Linked DNA regions of Mus musculus: all the other regions are linked to region 4. Evidence: chromatin contacts called from public HiChIP or PLAC-seq data. All regions are on one chromosome and are shown on one strand. Each heading gives the region's core, a stretch centred on a gene start, on an enhancer-like site or on the middle of the called end of the contact. The rest is flanking DNA. Distances are from core to core; before and after follow the strand shown.

The links. HiChIP or PLAC-seq counts read pairs in DNA pulled down with a chosen protein or histone mark.
Region 1: an HNF4G HiChIP or PLAC-seq map of pancreatic cancer cells shows a contact between it and region 4. The contact joins the promoter of Gsx1 here to the promoter of 4930573C15Rik in region 4. A contact is called at or near these places in 11 of 39 promoter capture datasets (the 3T3-L1 cell line, cranial neural crest, embryonic stem cells and 4 more), 6 of 115 datasets of contacts at active chromatin or transcription factors (acute myeloid leukemia, embryonic forebrain, embryonic midbrain and 3 more) and 2 of 9 other capture datasets (embryonic stem cells and liver).
Region 2: a contact with region 4 is called in a CTCF HiChIP or PLAC-seq map of the NIH/3T3 cell line, with 6 read pairs. The contact joins the enhancer-like site here to the promoter of 4930573C15Rik in region 4. A contact is called at or near these places in 1 of 15 datasets of contacts at CTCF or cohesin (the NIH/3T3 cell line), 14 of 484 Hi-C or Micro-C datasets (CD4 T cells, CD8 T cells, Th2 cells and 7 more), 2 of 115 datasets of contacts at active chromatin or transcription factors (large pre-B cells and pancreatic cancer cells) and 1 of 9 other capture datasets (embryonic stem cells).
Region 3: a FOXA1 HiChIP or PLAC-seq map of pancreatic cancer cells shows a contact between it and region 4. The contact joins the promoter of Rnf6 here to the promoter of 4930573C15Rik in region 4. A contact is called at or near these places in 1 of 39 promoter capture datasets (erythroid cells), 1 of 484 Hi-C or Micro-C datasets (the G1E-ER4 cell line) and 1 of 115 datasets of contacts at active chromatin or transcription factors (pancreatic cancer cells).

The regions. Positions count from the first base shown.
Region 1 is chr5:147,187,300-147,190,535 of GRCm38.p6, forward strand. It overlaps Gsx1 (GS homeobox 1), which reads left to right and starts at 1,397. Exons shown (of 2, transcript NM_008178.2): 1 at 1,397-1,999; 2 at 2,479-3,236. The coding sequence starts at 1,591. The coding sequence ends at 2,855.
Region 2 is chr5:146,992,129-146,995,345 of GRCm38.p6, forward strand. No RefSeq gene overlaps it. Among named protein-coding and RNA genes, the nearest start is that of Mtif3, 30 kb to the left of the region's middle. Within about 2 kb of position 1,518, at least 44 of the 459 cell types and tissues checked have an H3K27ac peak or open chromatin away from gene starts, as enhancers often do. A contact at or near this core is called in the NIH/3T3 cell line, embryonic fibroblasts and pancreatic cancer cells, where this site is marked.
Region 3 is chr5:146,219,567-146,222,965 of GRCm38.p6, forward strand. Rnf6 (ring finger protein (C3H2C3 type) 6) reads right to left here and starts at 1,891. Exons shown (of 5, transcript NM_028774.3): 1 at 1,654-1,891; 2 at 836-918.
Region 4 is chr5:146,702,021-146,705,202 of GRCm38.p6, forward strand. 4930573C15Rik (a long non-coding RNA gene) reads left to right here and starts at 1,817. Exons shown (of 2, transcript XR_868703.2): 1 at 1,817-2,167.

The DNA of each region.
Region 1 (3,236 bases), core at 147-2,646, 480 kb after region 4:
ACAGAGGCCTCGGGTTTGGGCGGCCTTGCACTGATTCATCCACCCCCTCCGTAAAGCTCCCCTTTCTTGGTCTCACGATTCCGTTCACGGTTCAGAGCAGGTGACTGTGGCGATTTGTAAAATCGAAAGTAGTAAATTCGAAATCTTTTATGCTAATTTCTCATTGTATGTTAAACGCACAGGGACAGAGACAGCTCTGAATCCCGGGATGATTTTTTTAAAAAACTGAAGCTGTGTACACAGAGCGTGGCATTTGAAGTTGTTTAACCATTGTGTTACCAGAAAGAAAGAAAAAAAAGAGTGCGGCGACGGTAGGAGGAAGCAAAGGGCAACAGAAACTGGGAAAGACAGAAGAGTGCTCTTCCTTTCTCTCCAGCCGTGGGAAGCAACGCTTTCGAGTGCACCGGCGTGTCTAGTGGAGTGTGTGCGAGTGGAGAGTGCGCGCGCAACGTCTGTGAGAGTCTACACCATCCACACTCACCACGTTTGGTGGGGTGGGAAAGCTTCATACCCACGAATTCGGCTCTCACTCCCCTTGCTATGTATCTGTCCGTATTTTCAAAGACTACCCACCCGCGTACTTGTTTTGTTGCTATTTCTTTACATACACGGCCCTGTTGTTGAAGGGAAGAGCTGGTTGGCCAAGGGTCCACCGAACAAAGATGAGGAGTCACAGGCAACACCAAAATTGGGAGCCTTTGATTTTCTGAGAAAACACGGACAGAGATGAGGTTAGTCTCCAATGAGGACTAGGGAGCCTTTCTCTCATCCTCTGAGGCGCACTCAGAAACCTTGTTTTTCTGTCTCCAAATAGTGCGAGAGAAGAGACTCCACAGGTGGGAATGGTGGCCGCCCATTAGGATGCTTCATAGGATGCAGAGCTGAGCTTCGAGAACTAAGCGAAAGCGATACACTTGGTGGAACTGGGGTGGGGGGAACGAGCAAGGAAGAAGTAACAGAAAGAAAGGGACCAGGATCAAGTGGGCAGAGGAGATGGGTGTGCGCCCACGGGGATCTGTGCAAGCGAGGCAGCACGGGTGCGGAAATCAATAAGATAAATGGACCGATCGCCAGCGCAAAGCCAAAGGAAAGTAAGAAATAAAGAGAAAGAAAAGAATATTAAATCGCGGGAGAATGAGAAAATAAACCCGAAAAGGGAAGAGGAGGGGGGCGAGTGCGCCTGTTACGGCGTGGGTGGGGTTGACAAGAATAGAGTACATTATGCAGTTCATTTAGTTAACAAGTGAAATAATGAGGAAGCGTGCAGAGTGAATGCCAAGAGAAAGGGCACAAAAACCCTATTGAGAGGCCCCGGCCGCTCCTGGCGTAGCCCATCACATGGCAATAGTCCTATTTAAGCGGCGCCGCCGGCGTCTTTCAGCACCACTAGCGCTGGCCAGCACCTCGCCCGCTCCGGGAGGTGCCCGCAGCAGCAGCCAAGGTGATTCCAGCCCGGGCTTGAGCCGCGCGTGGAGCCTCCGGGGCCCGGGAAGCTGCGGGTGGCCGCGGCCAGGGGAAGCTACGACAGGATCTGCAGTTCCCTCGGGCTCCAGGGGCGGGCTGGCGGCAGGTGGACCGCGCGCCGGAGCCATGCCGCGCTCCTTCCTGGTGGATTCCCTTGTGCTGCGGGAAGCCAGCGACAAGAAGGCTCCGGAGGGCAGCCCGCCACCGCTCTTCCCCTACGCGGTCCCGCCGCCGCACGCGCTCCACGGCCTCTCGCCGGGCGCCTGCCACGCGCGCAAGGCCGGCTTGCTGTGCGTGTGTCCCCTCTGTGTCACCGCTTCGCAGCTGCACGGGCCCCCCGGGCCGCCGGCACTGCCGCTACTCAAGGCGTCCTTCCCTCCCTTCGGATCGCAGTACTGCCACGCACCCCTGGGCCGCCAGCACTCCGTGTCCCCTGGAGTCGCCCACGGCCCGGCTGCGGCCGCAGCAGCTGCTGCACTCTACCAGACCTCCTACCCGCTGCCGGATCCCAGACAGTTTCACTGCATCTCTGTGGGTAAGCGGGGTCCCCGCGCGAAATTGGGGGGCGGTGGTCCCGGGGTGGGGGGAAGTGAGTGAGCTAGGGATGGGGAAACGGCGCGCTATGGGGGACGGTGAGGATACTCGAGGGGCGCTCACAGTGCTAGACTGGGACCGGACGTAGGAACCGGGGAGAAGCCAGAAAGATCCTGGGGCGAAGGGGAAGGGGTTAAGGCCAGCTTTGAGATGTTCCTTAAAGGGGTGTTAGGGACAACCGATTCCGAGGAGAATTGGAGTCTGTGACTTGGCAAGGAGGCACCCGCCTGTGGAGTGATGAATGGAAGGATGGAAGGGATGTGTGCCTGATTCCAAGGTTGAGGCTAGCCTCAGTTCAGCGGGAAATTAGGCCCAAGGCTCAGAGGTTTGATGATCTCTCTCTCTCTCTCTCTCTCTCTCTCTCTCTCTCTCTCTCTCTCTCTCTTTCCCTCCCTCCCCCCCCCCCCCATCGCCCTCCAGACAGCAGCTCGAACCAGCTGCCCAGCAGCAAGAGGATGCGGACGGCGTTCACCAGCACACAGCTCCTGGAGCTGGAGCGAGAGTTCGCCTCCAACATGTACCTCTCCCGCCTGCGGCGCATCGAGATCGCGACCTATCTGAACCTGTCCGAGAAGCAGGTGAAGATCTGGTTTCAGAACCGCCGGGTGAAGCACAAGAAAGAAGGCAAAGGCAGTAACCACCGCGGCGGAGCTGGGGCGGGGGCCGGCGGGGGCGCACCGCAAGGCTGCAAGTGCTCTTCGCTCTCCTCAGCCAAATGCTCAGAGGACGACGACGAATTGCCCATGTCTCCATCTTCCTCCGGGAAGGATGACAGAGATCTCACAGTCACTCCGTAGGTGCGCCTTTTAGAGGACCATTGGTTTCCCCACCCCCCACCCCGACCCTTCCCGCACTGGTCCCCAGGCACCCGCTGGCCAACCGACGGATTTCGTTGGGCTTTGCGGTGGTGCGCAGCTTTAGGCAGAGCTAAGACCTTAGCAGACACTTGAAGACAGTGCCCCTGTCCCTTGGGCTTCAGGGTGTTTAGGAGGACTCCAAGCGATGAAGGCTGAGTCCTCCTCCTAGGACACAGCCTCTTCTCCCAGGCACGCAGGCCGGAGCACAGCGCCTTGCTGACCGCCAGCGCCTCTTCGCCTGCCAACTCTGGGCTGGTTCAAGCTTCCTCGGTTCCACTATTCTCTCCTTCTCGGTCAATCTGGGCTTTTCACTCCGCGAGT
Region 2 (3,217 bases), core at 268-2,767, 290 kb after region 4:
TTGCTGGTAGAAGAGCCTCAGTGGGGAAATATCCCCTGGGCAGCACAGCAATGAGACTCTCAGGCAGGCACCCTGAATTCTAACACATCTCTGTATCTATTAACAGTAGTACCCATGGGCATGGCTATGAATTTAAGCTTCAGCGCCTGCTGTCCTAACTAAAGCCGGCAAAGTCTCAGCATAGCACAAGGCTGGGCAACCGTAAGGCTTGCAGGATAGCCAGGAGGGAAGGCCCAGGCAGGCCTCAGACTCTGCAGGATGCAATGACAGCCGAGTCACTGCCTCGTGTTCCTACACAGTGTGGTGAGCTGAATCTTCCAGACTGTTCCCTGGACTTTCTGCTTTTGGGTCACTTGGCTTCCTCATGGGGAAACTGATACAATAAACTGAGGCCACTTCTTGGGGGAGCTGAAACAATCCATGTCATCATTTGGAGAGCTTTGAACATTCAGAGTAATGATGACTGTGAATGCCATTCTTCAGGTGGTGTGTATAATCACTGTCCTGTCTAGTTGGCTCAGAAACCACTAGCAATACGTAAATTTACTAACTGGATGACCCCTGTCAAATAGGCACATGGCCAGGAAACTTAGAAACAGGAGCGAACCTGGGTTTCAAGTCCCCATGTCCCCAAGCCTCCTACTATATAAAGAAAAAGCATTATGTCTTCTGTGGGGACTTCAGCTCTAAGCAGGAAGGTCTGCACAAGCACACACAACCCCCCCACGCACCCCCCACGCACCCCCACACCCCCACGCACCCCCACGCACCCCCACACCCCACACACCCCCACGCACCTCCCACGCACCCCCACGCACCCCCACACCCACACCCAGACACCCCTTTACCTCTGAGGAGCAGTCTAGCCCCTCACTATCTGGTCCTTGGATCTTGTTTCCTCAGTGATCTGCAGATGTGTCCTTAGAGCTCATCTCTAAGGTCCCCTCTGCTGATGGATTTTTAAGCCCTGGGAGATGGTGTGATACAGTGGCTGCCACTCCAGGGTCTCACCTGACATGGCTTTCAGGAGTCTCTTATGTATGCTGTGCTCAGTTTCGCTTGTTCGGTTGGTTTTCCTCTGATTGGTAGCTCTGTCATGCTAACTCCTCGCTACTCTGAGATCTTTGGGGTTCTTATTTGTATGCTTCCTATTTCCTGAGAGTCACAGACTGAGAGCAAAGGTAGGTGAGGTGGGCCGTTTCTCACATACCCCAGCCTGGAAGGCAGTGTGGTCCTGGCAGCTGCACAGCACTGGGAAAGGCCTCCTGAGTCCCATCCCTTAGATTACAACGGCAGCCGCGGCTCCAGGGTGTGGCGTGACACACATCGGCCACTCGTGCCTCAGTACTGTGATTCTGTGGCCATCTTTGCTCAACCAACCTCTCACTGGCTAGCCAGAGACAAGTCTTTCCCACTGACCTCTGATTTAGGGAAAGACGATCTGTGCTGTTGACAGTCCCCGAATAACCTCACAACAATTCGGCCCCAAGGTAATGACTAGAGACCACAGCCCTGCCGCAGACCTGGGCTTTCCCCTGGCCAAACCCTAAGTGACTCAGCCTTGTCCCAACTGGCAGGCCTGCCAGGTCCCAGGAATTCTTGGCACTTCTGGATGGCCCCGTTCCAGCCCACGCTGCTGGTTCTGGGTCATCCTGATGTGACAGCTCCCTGGATGGAGGGGAGAGAGCAGGAGAGCTCACTGCGGAGTTTGTGAGCATCCCAGATTCGGGGGAATTCTGTGCAGGGCCCTTCACCTGCCTGGCTGATTACCCTGTTTGTATCTTCCTAAATGAAGACGATCCCCACCATTGTGCCTGGGCTCTGTTTACTCCCAGCCCCCTTTAGGAAGAAGAAAGGCTGGAAACTACATCCTAATGGCCCAATTAGTCCTAATGCTGCCTGGTGTTGACTGTTTAGTTACTGACATATTGTGTACAGAACTAATTGTGGGGAAAGCAAATGAATGGCCAGGAAACAAACAGACTACTAGAATATAATTACGTGGAGTGTCTGTCTTTAGTACCTGTGCGGTGGGTTTCATTATCGTCAACAGTCCCTAAGTTGCTCCAGAGAGTGGCATTTGTCATTTTCATAGAAACTTGATAATGACATTAATTTATCTTAATGGCCTGTTCTATTGTTATAAATAGTAAAATTAGCTTAAATTGTCTTGCTTTTGCTGGTTTTGGATGGCTGTAGAGGGCCCCGCAGCAGCCGACGAGTAGATAATTTGGTGTGCTTGACAGATTTCCAATAATCCGCTATGTGGGAACACAAGCAATGCCAGGGCCATTAATGTTCATTTTCCTCTAAATTCATTACTGCCCTTTTCGCTTTTATCTTTTTTAATGTCCGGGCCATTTTTCTATATTTCAAGTGGCGCCACAGAGCTATTCATGCTCAGCCGGCTATTAACATTCTGCACATAGCGAGCGTCCTGGAGAAAAACAAGTCTTTATGGGGCGAGGAGCCTGCCTCTTCCATCCACTGGAAAAGCAGGCAAAAATGGGGGCTTCACAGGATTGGGGCCCCGGGCGTAATTAAGTCAAATGTAATTTTAAAGAAATTTAAATGTTTTCATTTGCGGCCAAGGTAAAACACTCACAGGAGAGCCCAAGACAGTGCAGGCGTGTTGCTGACAGTCACTTTTTCCATCGGAGCGGACGCTTGTCTCCACGTCCACGGCGTTTGGTCGGGTTGTTTAATGTTTTCTACAAACCCAGGTCTACTTCATCTCTAAAGGTATTATGTTTAATTCTATTTCTGTAAGTGAACATAGCTTCTCCAGCCAGCAGGCTTATTTCTCATTTAAAACAACAACAACCCTTAGAGTTTAGAATTTTTGCTTTTGGTTCCAAATCTTTACTTTGCCACAGGTCCTGTTAATCCACAAAACCGGTGGCTTCAGCCTCCCAACATTGTTTAAATACATCTGTCCCAGATAATAAAGGTACCAAATAATAACGGGGGTGACAAGAGATTTGTGACAAGAGATAATGTACATCCTTTGGCGTACAGCCATGAAAAAGCACAGGAAGTGTCATGTGTGGACAGGGCCATTGCAACACAAAGCAAGTTTCTCTTGGCAGTTAGAGCAGGGTGCCATTGGAAGTGCAGGGCTCAAACATGCTGAATACTCCTATCTATCCCACGCCCACCCCTCCCACTCCCACTCTCCCAACAACCCCCCCCCCACTCCCACCCTCTACTACCGAGT
Region 3 (3,399 bases), core at 641-3,140, 480 kb before region 4:
TACAGAGGCCATGGAGGGGTGCTGATTACTGGCTTGCTCTGCCTGTTTTCTTATAGAACTCAAGGCTACCTGCCCAGGGAAGCACCACTTACAGATAGTGGCTGGGCCACTAACTGAGAAAATGCCTTACAGCTGGATCTCATGGAGGCATTTCCTCAACTGAGGCTCTTTTCTCTGTGATGACTCTGGCTTGTGTCAAGTTAACACACAAAACCAACCACTAAACTAGGTGTAGTAACACATGTCTTCATTCCTAGCACTCAGGAGAGAGGCAGACTAATCTCTGTGTGCTCCAGAGCAGCCTGGTCTACAGAGTGAATTCTAGAACATTCAAGAATGTGTGTGTGTGTGCGCGCACACACACACACACACACACACACATATGAGACCCCTTGGGGGGAGCAAGATTCACTCAGATGTTAATTTAATTAATAATATCAAAAAGTAAAGGATTTCCATTTGCACTGCAATCAGTAACTATTAGCAAAGTGCATTTTTGGTGGTCACAGCAGAAACTTGGTTTTTTTTTTTTGGGTGGGGGGGGTGTTTCGAGACAGGGTTTCTCTGTATATCCCTGGCTGTCCTGGAACACACTCTGTAGACCAGGCTGGCCTCGAACTCAGAAATCCGCCTGCTTCTGCCTCCCAAGTGCTGGGATTAAAGGCGTGCACCACCACGCCCAGCTTAGAAACTTGATTTTTGAAACAGATGTTTAATAAGTGGAAATCTAATGACAAAAAAAGTCAAGTTCTTTAAAATATTAAAAAACCAGAGATCTTCTCCTCCAAGGCAATATTCTTGGATTAACTAAGCATAAGTAAGGCAAAATGAATACCTTATTTTCCTTTGAACATTCTTCTAACAGATGAGACTGTATCCATGCTTCTGATGTTTGTGCCTCTTTTGAGAGCTGCTCATCTGAATAAAAACAAAAGTTGTATTATTCAGCAAACTGCCTCTTTGAAGTCCCGGAACACCCAGTAGTCTCCCGACTCCTCTGCAAAGCCAGAGCTAAATTCTCCAGAAGGTTCTGTTATACCATCATCTAGGTAATTAGAGACTCATACAATTAGATAACAAAAAAAAAAAAAAAACCTCCCAGAAGGTCTCTCCTCCTACACTGTCACCGCTCCGAGGATTGCGCCTCCTCCTTTCTCAAAGGCCTTCGTACCGTATCACGTTCCCATCTGGGTGTAGCTAGGGTTAGGTGAGGAAGTTAGTTTAGTTCTAAGCCTTCACTTCGTTGTCAACCGCCCCCACCATCCCGCTACTGGTTCTTTTCCTTATCCTGTTAATCGAGGCCCCCGACTAGGGTTAAGATGAAGTCCCTACTCCAGTAAACGAACTGGACTCAGGAACCCGACCAATCTCACCTCAATCTAGCCTCAAGTAACGCTTCCCCTGCGACCTGGATTTGGCTTTGGGGCCGGCCAATCAGCAACTAGCAAAGCTCAACCAGCAAGCAATAAGCCAATCGGATAAGAGGTAAGTGTCTCTCCCCTCGGAACCCCGCCCCCTAGCACGTCCTCCTCTCCGAGGCGTCTCCCGGAAGTAGTAGTGAGACTCACCAAATGACCCTTCCCCCGCCCCGTGTACCCAACGCCCCCTCCCCCCGACCCCACCTCCAGCGCGATGACCCGCGGTTGTTCTCACCGAGGCGGCGAGGGGGCGGAAGGTTCTTGGCCGAGCCTTCGAAGGCCGCTACGCCCTCTAATCTTCCCCTGAGGCGCGAAGCTCAGAGTCTGTGTTGCTGCTCGGAGTCGACCTGGCGGAGAGAAAGCTAAGAGAGGAGCGTCCGATCTCCGGCCTTCTCGCACCGCCTCGGAGAACTAAGACTGGCCACCGTCTGCAGCGACCCTGCCGGTGCGTCTGGAAACGGCGCTCCCCGGAAGCCGAGCCGCGGCGCCCGAGTTCCGCATCTGCTGTGCGCAGGTCCGGCTGTCGCGGGCTCGGGTCAAGGCACTCAGAGCCCGTGGCGGCTTCAGGACCGAAGGCGGAGGCGCCTTTCCACCCTTTGGAAATGCCAGCTCCTCTTCTCGTATTTCAGTGTCCTTTGACGAAGTCTGGAGAAAAACGCATCTGTCAAGCTGTTCGTTGCTCATTACTACCCGGGTTAACTACCCAGTTTGAAATTTTCCCTTAGTGTAGTTCACTGGGATGAGGAAACTAAATATCAAGTGCTTGTGATGAGAAAGCACTTCGAAGCTCCCAATATTAACCATTCACGTTCTTTCTCTCCCGCTATCCCTTGTCTAATTTCTTTTTTCATTATATGACACCAGATTTACCCAACCATTTCTTGTGGTCCTGGTAGGGCCCTTTCCTGACACCCCCATCAGCCAAATGGCTTAATCAGTTTAATACGCGCATACTGCTGTGATTCATAACTCTTTCCTCCCTTCTTTCATTATTGAGTGACTTTGTTTTGTTTTGAGACGGGGGCTCATATAGCCCAGGCAGGCCTTTAGCTGGTGAGCTTCTTGCCCTTCTTAGGGATGTGCTACCATGTTTGCTGGGTGCTTTGTTACCATGATGTAGCAAGCCTTAGCATCAATGAAACTACTAGAGTAAAAGGTGATACTGTCTATCAGGAGGATTCCCCTCCTCTCTCCCCATCTGTTTAATATTTAAAACATAGGAGAGTGTTACAGATTTCTCCTGTAGAAAAGTGACCCCAATTGGGGAGACCAATGGCTTTAAAGTGGGTTGGGTCTTATTTAGGGTGTCCTGCTTGGTGATTATTTTCTCTCCCTTTGAATATTGATCCAAACTGTCTATATGTCCTTTTATGTTGTTGTTCTGAGGATAAGACTTTCCTTTGAGTTTCCTTCTGGAAGTAAGGTTATTGTTGGAGTTCCTTTCCCCAACTTCATCAGGGAGCTATGTGATGGAGACAGTGGTGGGTGTATGTCTCTGTGTAGCCTGACTTTGTTTTTTTTCTAGTATCCAATTGCTTCATGATTCTCTAAAGCTTTCTTTGTATAGCTCTATTTGGGATTGTGGTGGTTTGAATAGGAATGGTCCCCGTAGATCCATGTGTTTGAATGCTTGGCCATAGTGAGTGGCACTATTAGGAGGTGTGGCTTTGTTAGAGGAAGTGTGTCACTGTGGAGGCAAGGCTTTGAGGTTTTAGATGCTCAAGCTACAGCCAGTGTGAAACATATTCAGTCTCCTCCTTGCTGTCTGTGTATGGATTAAGATGTAGAGCTCTCAGCTCCTTCTCTAGTACCATTATCTCCTGCACACTGCTATGCTTCCCACCATGATGCTAATGGACTAAACTTCTACAACTATAAGCCAGCCCCAATGAAATGCTTTCCTTTACAAGAGTTGCCTTGGTCATGGTGTCTCTTTACAACAATAGAAACTTTGACTAAGATGGGGAGATGTCTATTTTTT
Region 4 (3,182 bases), core at 567-3,066:
TTTTCTAAGGCAGGCTTTCCTATTGAGCATGGAGCTCACCCACCCAGCTAGAAAAGCAGGTGATCAAGTTCCTGGCATCCTCCTGTCTCTGCCCCACCCAGCTCTGGGATTGCAGGAACTGAATCCACCCACATCTAGCTTTTACTTAGGCTACTGGGGATCGAACCCAGGCCCCCATACTTTTATAGCAAACACTTTCTTGACTGAGTCGCCTCCCCAGTCCCACAGCCGGTTTTGAACCCTGGTCAGATCGCACATCTGGGATGACCTGAGGTCAGAGTTGCTTCTTTCCACCATCTTAAACAAAAGGACAGCACCCAAAAGTTTCCCAGTACTAAGGTCTTGCACAGTACATGGAAGACAGCTGTGAATCCAGTCTTCCAACAGATCCCCCAAAAGTCAAAAATATCACCAGGAAACGGCCTGATACTGCTGGGGTAAGAGAGTCTCGTGATTACGTGAGCCCACCAACCAGCCGCTTACCACCATCCCTGATGGCTGGATGCCTGTCTGCCTTGATGGCTACTCAGACTCAGCCTGGCACTAGGGGTGCAACAGAGGTTATTTTAAGATATTATTTGGGTAAAGGCAAAGAGAAAAGGTGCTGTTTAAGGGGTTCCCATAAGCCCCAGGAATGGTATGAATGGTTTAAAGTGTCCAACGATCTTGTCAGTACCCTACGTTCAGAGACCTGCTTGGAGACCTGCTTCCCCCCTTTGCAGCTGCCAGACTTTCCCCTTTAACTGTAGAGAGTGGAATTTTTCTCACTCCCTTACAACCAAATGCACTACTAGGTACATAAGTGAGAGACACCATTGAAATAAAATAAGAGACCTCTGCAGGTCAAGGGGAAGACTTTGGGAGTCTCACTGTGTAACCCCCTGATAGTCTGGGACATGCTACGTAGAGCAGGATGCACTCAAACTCAAAGAGATCCTCCTGCCTCTGCCTCTCAAGTGCTGCCGTTAAAGACATTCAGGGTCCTCACCTGCCACACCATGGTTTTCTCGGTTTTCTCGAGGAAGGATCCAGATGCCCTTCGCTAGAGATCAAACTGACACAAACATGAGCTACCCTGCAGATTCCCCTGGAGACGTTTCAGTGTGCTTCCCGGGGCAGTTAGAGGACCTCAGAGATCATCTTGTTTGGATACGATGTAACATCTGTACCTGCAGCCCTTGTGATGTACCTAGGAGACTGATGTGGCTACAAAGTCTATTTGGTTCTCTTTTTTTTGGGGGGGGGGGTGGCGGGCTTCAAGACAGGGTTTCTCTGTGTATCCTTGGCTGTCCTGGAACTCACTCTGTAGACCAGGCTGGCCTTGAGCTCAGAAATCTGAAGAGACATGCCCTGTTCCAGCCCTGAACTGACTGCCTTAAAAATTTTTTTTTCTGGTCAATTCTGTCCCCCAAATCCACTTGTTCTAGGCCAAATGACTGAGAAGCAAGAGAGAAGGAAAAGCAAAGAAGGAAACAGCTGTCAATAGGACCATCTCTCACCTTTGCATCTGAGGGTTTTTTTTTTCATTATACATATGTCTAGGTTAAAAAAAATGATGTATCATCCCACAACTTATTAAAAAGAAGGGGGGAGTTGGTGGTGCTGGTGGTAGAGAAGGAGGAGGGGGAGAAGGAGAAGGGGAGGAGGGGAGGAAAGGGTAGAGGAGGAGGAGGAGAAAGAGGAAAGAGATGTATAGAAAGAGTATCCACAACACACGTGAAGCCAGTCACAGGCGCCACTCAGTCTGCAGCTGGCCCAAGTTTATCTCTGACCATCCCCCCGGCAGTTTGAAACATTACAGTTCACTGATAACCAGAAATGACTAAGCGCTAAGGCTGCTCAAATATCACCCCTGTAGCACCAATAAAAAACCCATAACTCCTGGCCTGGCAGAGAACTGTGGCCAGCACGCTGAGGAAGGGATGGTTATATTACCCAACCACGGGTTACAAATGGCTTTGTAATCAGTATCTTCCATACCCAGCTTAGCCCGAGTGGCCCTCAAGCCAGCACAGCCCCGTGGCAGACCAGAGGCCTTCCACTTCCTGGAAAGTGGATGTCTGAGAATTGATCATTCCTGGAGCTAGCTCTCTCAGAGCTCCGTTCCGTCTCCATTCAACCTGATGCTAACGACAGCAGGGTCTGGCTGGCCCCACTTCTACCATAAGTAAGAGAGTCACAGGGCAATGAGAATTTCTCAAGGAATCTGAAGGCCCCCTTCCCCAAACTAGGAAAGGGGCCACATGGCAGCTGGGACAAAGATTGCTGTAATTTTAAAAATGATTTTTATCATTATTTTTATATTATGTGTATGATGAAGGGGTGGTTTTATGTGTACAATTTTATGTGTACGATGAAGGGATGGTTATTTTACGTGTATGAATGTTTGCCTGTATGTGGCTATGCGCAACACATGCATGCAGTACCCAAGGAGGCCAGAAGAGGGCATCAGATTCCCCCTGGATCTGGAGATTAATATGGTTGTGTGCCAACTGAGAGCCAGAAACCCAACCCAGATCCTCTGTGAAAACAGCCAGTGTTTTTAACCACTGAGCCATCTCTCTGGCCCACATTGTTACTGTTTTAAAGAGTGGTGCCTAGGAGACAAACAAACGTAATTAATTTTTAAATCTAGGGCTAAAATGAGATGTGCAGATAGCCACTCCCATTGACCCAGGCCCAAGGGCTGATTGAGTACCTGGGTGAATCTGTCCTATGGCTTTGTTCCATGCTACCAGCAGACAACCAGTCAGTGATATTACTCAGTGGCTAAAAAGGATGGTCTCTCTCTCTCTCTCTCTCTCTCCCTCCCTCCCCCCTCTCTTTCTTTCTTTCTTTCTTTCTTTCTTTCTTTCTTTCTTTCTAAATTGGTGTCATGTGGATAGTAAGATGCACACATTCTAACAGAATGTTGTGTGTGTACATGTTTGTGCATGCAGCAGCCAGACAATCGTTGGTGAAGAGCGTTCCTGTGTCCTGGTGTCCCCATCCCCTTCCCACACTCAGTCAGTCAATCCCCTCAGCCTTTTGCTCCGACAGAAGTATTATCTGAACGTCTAGCGCTGTAGATTTGTGGTATCTGGTTTTAGAAGTTAAATAAACGTATTCACAGCCAGGGTACCCTTAAGTCTCTGGCTTTTTATCATTCAACATTATGTCTTTGATATCTTTGTGTATTGGCT